Regions from separate parts of the Mus musculus genome. Here region 2 is linked to region 1. The links are chromatin contacts, called in public ChIA-PET maps. All regions are on one chromosome and are shown on one strand. Each heading gives the region's core, a stretch centred on a gene start, on an enhancer-like site or on the middle of the called end of the contact. The rest is flanking DNA. Distances are from core to core; before and after follow the strand shown.

Region 1 (3,422 bases), core at 779-3,278:
GATACTGATCAGCTCTGCAGCCTGACAGTGGCCAACTGTAAGTTTCTGTTTGTAGACCCTGAAAGTGAGCTTATACTTTATCTAGTCTTTACCAGATGCTAATTCCTTTCCATACACTATCTCGGTTAATCTTGTCATTCATGAACATCTTCATAACATCTTTACAGATAAGGAACTAAGGCAAGACACTAGTCACAAGGGTACAGCTGAGGTTTAGGAGCAGTTTTAAGCTTGTATCTGTTTAAATCTAAAAGCAAGCTTTTCCTTTTCAGTTTGCTCTTGTGAAACACACATTCTGGCAAAAGCCTTTGCTCTGAGAGTTTCTACTGCTGTCATCACTGACCAGTGAAGACATATGGCATTTTGCAAAAATGTACACTTTCTTATCTTCAGAGTTTAGAAAAGATTCTTGGGAGAATACATGAAACTCGTGGATGGAGTATAAATTGTTGCTCTGATAATAAGAACATCCTCCAATAATAATATTTTGATTATTTATAATATGTAACCAAGTTACTTCCTGGCATAGACTTACAGTCTCAGAAGCAATAAGGCTGAGGTAAGAAGTTGAGGCCAACTCAAACATAGCAATAGCTTGTCCACCCAACCTTCCAAAGAAAGAAAGAGAGAGAGGAGGAGGAGGAGGAAGAGGAAGAGGAGAAGGAAAAGGAGGAGGAGAAGGAGAAGGAGGAAGAGGAGGAGGAGGAGGAGGAGGAGGAGGAGGAGGAGGAGGAGGAGGAGGAGAAGGAGAAGGAGAAGGAGAAGGAGAAGGAGAAGGAGAAGGAGAAGGAGAAGGAGAAGAAGAAGAAGAAGAAGAAGAAGAAGAAGAAGAAGAAGAAGAAGAAGAAGAAGAAGAAGAAGAAGAACAAGAAGAAGAAGAAGAAGAACAAGAAGAAGAACAAGAACAAGAACAAGAAGAAGAACAAGAACAAGAAGAACAAGAAGAACAAGAAGAACAAGAAGAACAAGAAGAACAAGAACAAGAAGAACAAGAAGAAGAAGAACAAGAACAAGAAGAACAAGAAGAACAAGAAGAACAAGAAGAACAAGAAGAACAAGAAGAACAAGAACAAGAACAAGAACAAGAACAAGAACAAGAACAAGAACAAGAACAACAAGAAGAAAGAGGGGGAGGAGGAGGATAAAGTTTCATTACGTAAGACTATATACCAAAGCCAGGCAGTGGTGACACATGCCTTTAATTCCAGCACTTGGATTTCGAAATCTGAGTTCGAGACCAGCCTGGTCGACAGAGTGAGTTCCAGGACAGCCAGGGATATATAGAGAAACTCTGTCTAGAAAACCCAAAAATAAAAAGTTAAAAAATAAATAAATAAAAGACTATACACCAAAGTTCTGTGGCAGTTACTCAAATTCATTTGAGGTTATAAATGTAACTTTTAAAATGTAGGATAGAGATCAGTGCAGTGGGTCAGTGGGTAAAGACACCTGCCACCAAGACCCATGATTTGAGTCCAATCCCCCAAAACTCAAATGATAGAAGGATGGAATGTGTTCTCTATTTAAGTTGTCCTCTGATCTCCACACATATATCATAGCATGAACAAACTCCACTCCAAACACATACTCACAAAAATTAAGTATATTAATTGTTTTGTATTTAAAACCTATGAGTATGCTTCAACCTATTTAATTGAAGCTTCCTGGGAGGCTAGTATTTTAGAACAGAGGTACGTTACTGTCTTATCTCTGTGAATAGACTCATCCTATCACCTTGAACACACTACTTGCTGAAGGGATTTTTCCCAATCTTTTTTAGAGACATTTATATCTCCTATTAATAAGAAAGTAGAGGGCTGGAGAGGTGGCTCAGCCATTAGAGGCTAGGCTCACAACCAAAAATATAAGAAAGTAGAGAGAGGCCTGGATATTCACAACCCTGCCCCCTCTCAACTGAAAAAATATGAGGTGGAAGGACTGTTCATCCCCAGGAACCACAAAGGAAATCAGCTGTTCGTCGAGATAAAAGCTGAGGTATAAAACCCGTATAGGGGTCAGATCAAGCCAAGAAAAAACATGAGGTTCTTCTTGCTTATGGCTGTCATCTACACTACACTTGCAATTGCTCCTGTCCACTTTGACAGGTAAATTTCTCTATCTATAGTCCAGTCTCTGGGTGAAAAAGGAGGTAAGGAATATGGCTTCAAAATTCACTGAAATTTTGTTTCTTTGGTTTCTGTCTTTTATCTACTTGAAGGGAGAAGGTATTCCGTGTGAAACTCCAGAATGAAAAGCACGCCAGTGTCTTGAAGAACTTGACCCAAAGCATTGAGGTAAACCATTCAGAGGGGTCTTATCTCTTTCTTTTCAATTCTCTAAGAGATATTCCTTCCATTTTATCTTCAGTGCCCACTGGTTATGAAAGGTTGACAAACGAGGGAGGAAGAGGAATGACGGAAACGATTGGGATAACTCAGCCAGGAGCCAGCACCACACCTAGTTTTGTTTCCATGGTTCACTTCTTTTCCTTCCTGCTTTACAAGCAATAGCTCCTAAGTACTCTGTAAAACAAGGGGAATCCTTGGCACCTTTTCCATTACCCCCTTTCCTGTCTGTACTCTGAGTCCCCCCACCCACAACATCCACTCCAATTTCTTCTGGTGACTTCTGTTCAAGTACAATCTGATGAGAGTAAAGTACTGGCTGGTGATAGCTTTCCAACAGTGAGGATTCCTTCAAAAGAGATTCTTAAATATAAGCAGTTTCTTAAAATCTAACAAAAAAGAGAACATTTTCTATCATGGGTTAAGCCACTCCTATCACACAAGTCAGCTTGGCCCAGTCACCTTGCTCTTATTTCATATTTACCATCAGATTTACAATGTAACATCCTTGAAACAGAACCTGACATAAAAAGGTGGTAACTGAAACTGCCAACATCACTCATCAGATTTAAACCCAGAACCAAGCCTGTCCTTCATTCCAGTCACGCTTCTCTTCAGTCAAACCAGTCAGAAGTTCTCCCTATTCTAGTTCCTGAGTATCCTTCACACTCACACTATCCTTGCCTCTGTGCAGCTATGCTCTGCCTCAGACTGGAGCAATTGCAGAAATTGCCGTGTTCTTTCTGTTAGGAGATTCTGCTCCTTCTTCTGCTGTTAGCTCACATGATGGAAATGCTTATATGCAGCTTTGTCTGGCACACAAAACCTCCTCTTATTACTTCCCTATGGGACACTGCTGTGGCACACCTATGTGCTTGCCACTTAATAAATGTTCACAACAGTACTTTGAGCATGAAACTCTTCCTCCACATTTTTTGCTATAATGAAGATGTTGTTATTGTGATATTTAGCCTATAAACTAGCCCCTGATATGTTCACCTTATTCTATGATGTTTCAAAGTAAACAGATGTGTTGGTTGGTTGAAAAAAAACCTCTTGTTGTCCCATGGTGGGCTG
Region 2 (3,671 bases), core at 338-2,837, 53 kb before region 1:
AGATGAGAACTTATCTTAGCAGGACTCAGAGATAGGTGAAATAAGGCTACAAAATCAAAACCTACCTACAGTGGCATAAATCTTCCATCAAGGGTCCACATCCTAAACTAATGCCATCAACTAGCAAGTAGGTGTTCAAATACATGAACCTACTATGGATGATATTTCTTATTTAAATTATTTTATGTATAATTAAAATTATTCTTCAGTGTTACTAACAATTAATAACTCCAGCAAATTAACCATGCCAAATATTACTACTCTTCAAATAGGGTTTTTCAAGACTGATTATGTAAAATGCAATGGCTAATTTAAAGTCTGCTTAGATCTCAGCCACCAAGGGCTACAATTGGAGTAGACTTGATGTGTAAATGAAAAGATTTGTCAATCTAATAAGTAATATCATATTTTCTAATAGTTGTGTTACCCAGATACTGAAAAGAAATTGCATACTTGTTAAAATTTGTTCTTGCATACTGTACAAAAAAAAGGGGGGGGGGGGATAACAATACCAAGAGCAAAGTTTTGGCCTCTCACAGAAGCTTTGAACACCAGTAAGAAATTAACCCTGGATAGCTACCCACAAGAATTTAAACACAAGGTTTTGCTCTGTGAAATAAAATCAAACTTTAAGAGTCAGTGAGTCAGATTAATGCTGAGATGGCCTAAGTCATTTGCACTTTATTGCCAAACAAGAGATTCTTTAGATAATATGTCTTAAGAAGATATCTAGGAAGCATTTTTCCCTTTCCTACACAGAGGCCAAGGATTCAAAAACCTCAGAGTATTCTCTAAGTTCTTATTCCTTTCTGTAATAGAACTTCTTTCTCCCTAACATAAAGACAGCAAGACCATATATGAAGAAGTGTGATGACACTGGAACACCAATGCCAAGAGTCAAAGTCATTAGTAACAGCTTAGCATTTGGAACGGGATTTTGAACTTTTAATCTCAGAGAAAATGGGAACCTTGGGTTTACATAGATAAAGATAAGGCTATTTGAGTTAACAGCCTGAGACCCTTATCCCTGGTGACCAATGGCATAATTACTGATAATATTTGTGTCGCAGACCTCTTGGTTATCTTAAATACTGAGAACTCAGAATATTTTTAACAAGAAGTTTATTTTAGCATGATCCTTATCTTGAAGGGAAAACTATATAGACTTCATTTTTAGAGAAATTACTCCAGCTTCGTGATGAATTGCCCTATGCAAAACAACTACATGCAAAATAAAATGAAATAAAATCATGTTTGGTTTTATAATCATAAACAAAAAACATAAAAATTATTTAATTAAAGTGTGCAAGAATGTTTATGTTATTGATTGTTCTTTCCTGCAGAAAAAAAAAATATGAGGAAAGTAACACACTAGAATATAGAGATAAGAGTGGAATGAACATGCCACTAATAGAGGAAAAAAAACTATTTTTAAGAACCAGTAGTTTCTATATTGTTGCCATTTGATTTGAATTAAGATGCACCAGTTGCCATTCAATCTTTTCCCCAAGCAATATGCATATATCCCTGCACCAGTTACTTTGTACACAATAAAGAAATGGGGAAGAGAAAATGAAAGGTCAAAGAAAAGTGTAGCACTCAGCATGTGGTTGAATTAATCTGTGACTTCCTAACAGAAAATGTAGTCTCGGTCTGGAACAAAATTCTAAAGTAAAAGGCAGTTTCACTCTTTAGCCAATAGCTTCTCTGCTGCCCTCACCCATCAACTAAACCTTCGGCTTCCTTCCCAGCTCTGCAGATTTGCCTGATTCGTTGACTTCAGGGAAATTAGAATCTGATCTCCCTCACTACCAAAGCCAGTGAAATTATAGTTGTATTGGTAATTTAGTGTTAATTGCAAACAATAATTTCTCTGAGTGTCATGACTCAAGTCACTAACATCAACATTCAGGAGGTGGAAACAAGATGATTGCTTTGAGATAAAAATCTAATCTGAAAAAAAAAAACTGGTTCTGCAAAAGTATCTGCTCTCTCCATTAGCAACCGGCTCGTTTACGCCTTCAAAGACATGTGACCCGTGTTTCCAGCACTGACTCTGTCCTTGAGTTTTCTTCAAACATGTGAAGCATAGACTCAGAAGGAACATACAAGAAAGCCAAGAGACTAGGCGACAGCAATGATGGGCAAAAGCTCGACTTATTTGTGAAGCATAGACTCAGAAGGAACATACAAGCAAACCAGGAGACTAGGCGACAGCAATGATGGGCAAAAGCTCAACTTATTTTTTTGAATCAAAAATGAAAATTATAAAGTTGGAAAGGAAATTGATTATACTGAAAGACAGTTAACAAATTTTTTGAATATCTGGTACTAATGTATGTATATCCTCATAAACCATTAGTTCAGATCAATGATAATCTTTGACATGTTAAAAATAAGGTTTCAAGATAACTACCACAATTGTATTTTGAAATGAACCTATTCGTGGTTTGTATTGTTGACTAAGTCCTGTTTAACGCCAGTCCTACAGAGATGTGGAGATTATGTCCACTGAGAAGAAGATACCAAGCAAAGTTTCAGACAAAATGAGACAAAATGGAAATGTAATATTTTCAAATATAGACACTTGGGTCCCATGAATATTTTCCATGGATCCTAAGTTAAAAATTCTGCTTTTGAGGAATGAATCTATAAAACAATTCTCTATTGTCTTTCTGTTTTCCTGTGTTCACAGATTATGCTGAGTCACACAACTCTCTTCTCATCCTGCAGTTTTCCCTTTGTCTCTCTGCCCCCACCTTTTCTTCATTCTTAGGTTCTTTCTTTTTTCTCTTCCTTCACTCCATCATGTTTTCCCAACCTTTCCATATACTTGTTTGGTTTCAGACCCTGGGACAGGGGACTGAGGTACATATTTTACACATCAAAGCTGACCTGGCTTCCAGGTTCTCCCAGCATCCCTCAGTCCATACCTAAAATACCCTGCCCCAACCCTGAACTTTCCAGCCCAGGGGCTGGCATGCCCTTCCCCCAGAGGCTCCTCTTCTCTCTCTCTCTCTCTCTCTCTCTCTCTCTCTCTCTCTTCTCCCTCCCTCTCTATCCCCCTCTTTCTCCCCTTCCCCCCTGCCTCCCTCTTCTCCTCCTTCTCTTTCCTCCTCTTTTCTCTCTCTCTGCATGTTTCTTTCTTTCTACCCCCCCCCCCCACTCATGGTGACTTCCCTGACTCTGCCCTTAGGCCAGTGAACTTGCCTAAAAGCAGATTCCCACTAAACCTACATTTAATATAATCTAGTCTGGCCCGAATTGGCTCATTTCACCAGCAGAGAAATAACTTATCAATACTCTCCAAGTGTTGGGAGCTATTAAGGCAACACTATTGTCCTGATCTCTGAATTGGGCCTCTCCCCCCCGAGAAGAAAAGGGAGTCAAAAGCGGGCCACCGGACGCACCGCTCCAAGAAAGTCAGCGCTGGATGTCCGGATGTCCGGACCTCAAAATGTACCCTGATACCACCAAGTTCCTGCTTCCCCTTGTAGTCGCCAAAAGAAAAATTTCCGCTGCCCCATCCCTCCTGCTGAGAAGTACTTCCTCTCTTTCCGATGCCCCATCCCTCCTGCTGAGGTGCATTTCCTCTGCCCCATTCCTCCTGCTGAAAGGCACTTCCCCTTTTGCTTGTGCATAAAAACTCGGGCCTGGCTAATACATTTGGG

What was found. ChIA-PET counts read pairs in DNA pulled down with a chosen protein or histone mark.
Region 2: a contact with region 1 is called in an SMC1A ChIA-PET map of the G1E-ER4 cell line, with 26 read pairs. The contact joins the enhancer-like site here to the promoter of Cpa3 in region 1. A contact is called at or near these places in 2 of 39 promoter capture datasets (the HPC-7 cell line and macrophages), 1 of 15 datasets of contacts at CTCF or cohesin (the G1E-ER4 cell line), 4 of 484 Hi-C or Micro-C datasets (the G1E-ER4 cell line, nephron progenitors, pre-megakaryocyte-erythroid progenitors and 1 more) and 2 of 115 datasets of contacts at active chromatin or transcription factors (the SCID.adh cell line and embryonic stem cells).

Annotation. Positions count from the first base shown.
Region 1 is chr3:20,240,787-20,244,208 of GRCm38.p6, reverse strand. Cpa3 (carboxypeptidase A3, mast cell) reads left to right here and starts at 2,028. Exons shown (of 11, transcript NM_007753.2): 1 at 2,028-2,105; 2 at 2,219-2,294. The coding sequence starts at 2,038.
Region 2 is chr3:20,293,072-20,296,742 of GRCm38.p6, reverse strand. No RefSeq gene overlaps it. Among named protein-coding and RNA genes, the nearest start is that of Gm46797, 8.9 kb to the right of the region's middle. Within about 2 kb of position 1,587, at least 11 of the 459 cell types and tissues checked have an H3K27ac peak or open chromatin away from gene starts, as enhancers often do. A contact at or near this core is called in the G1E-ER4 cell line and the SCID.adh cell line, where this site is marked.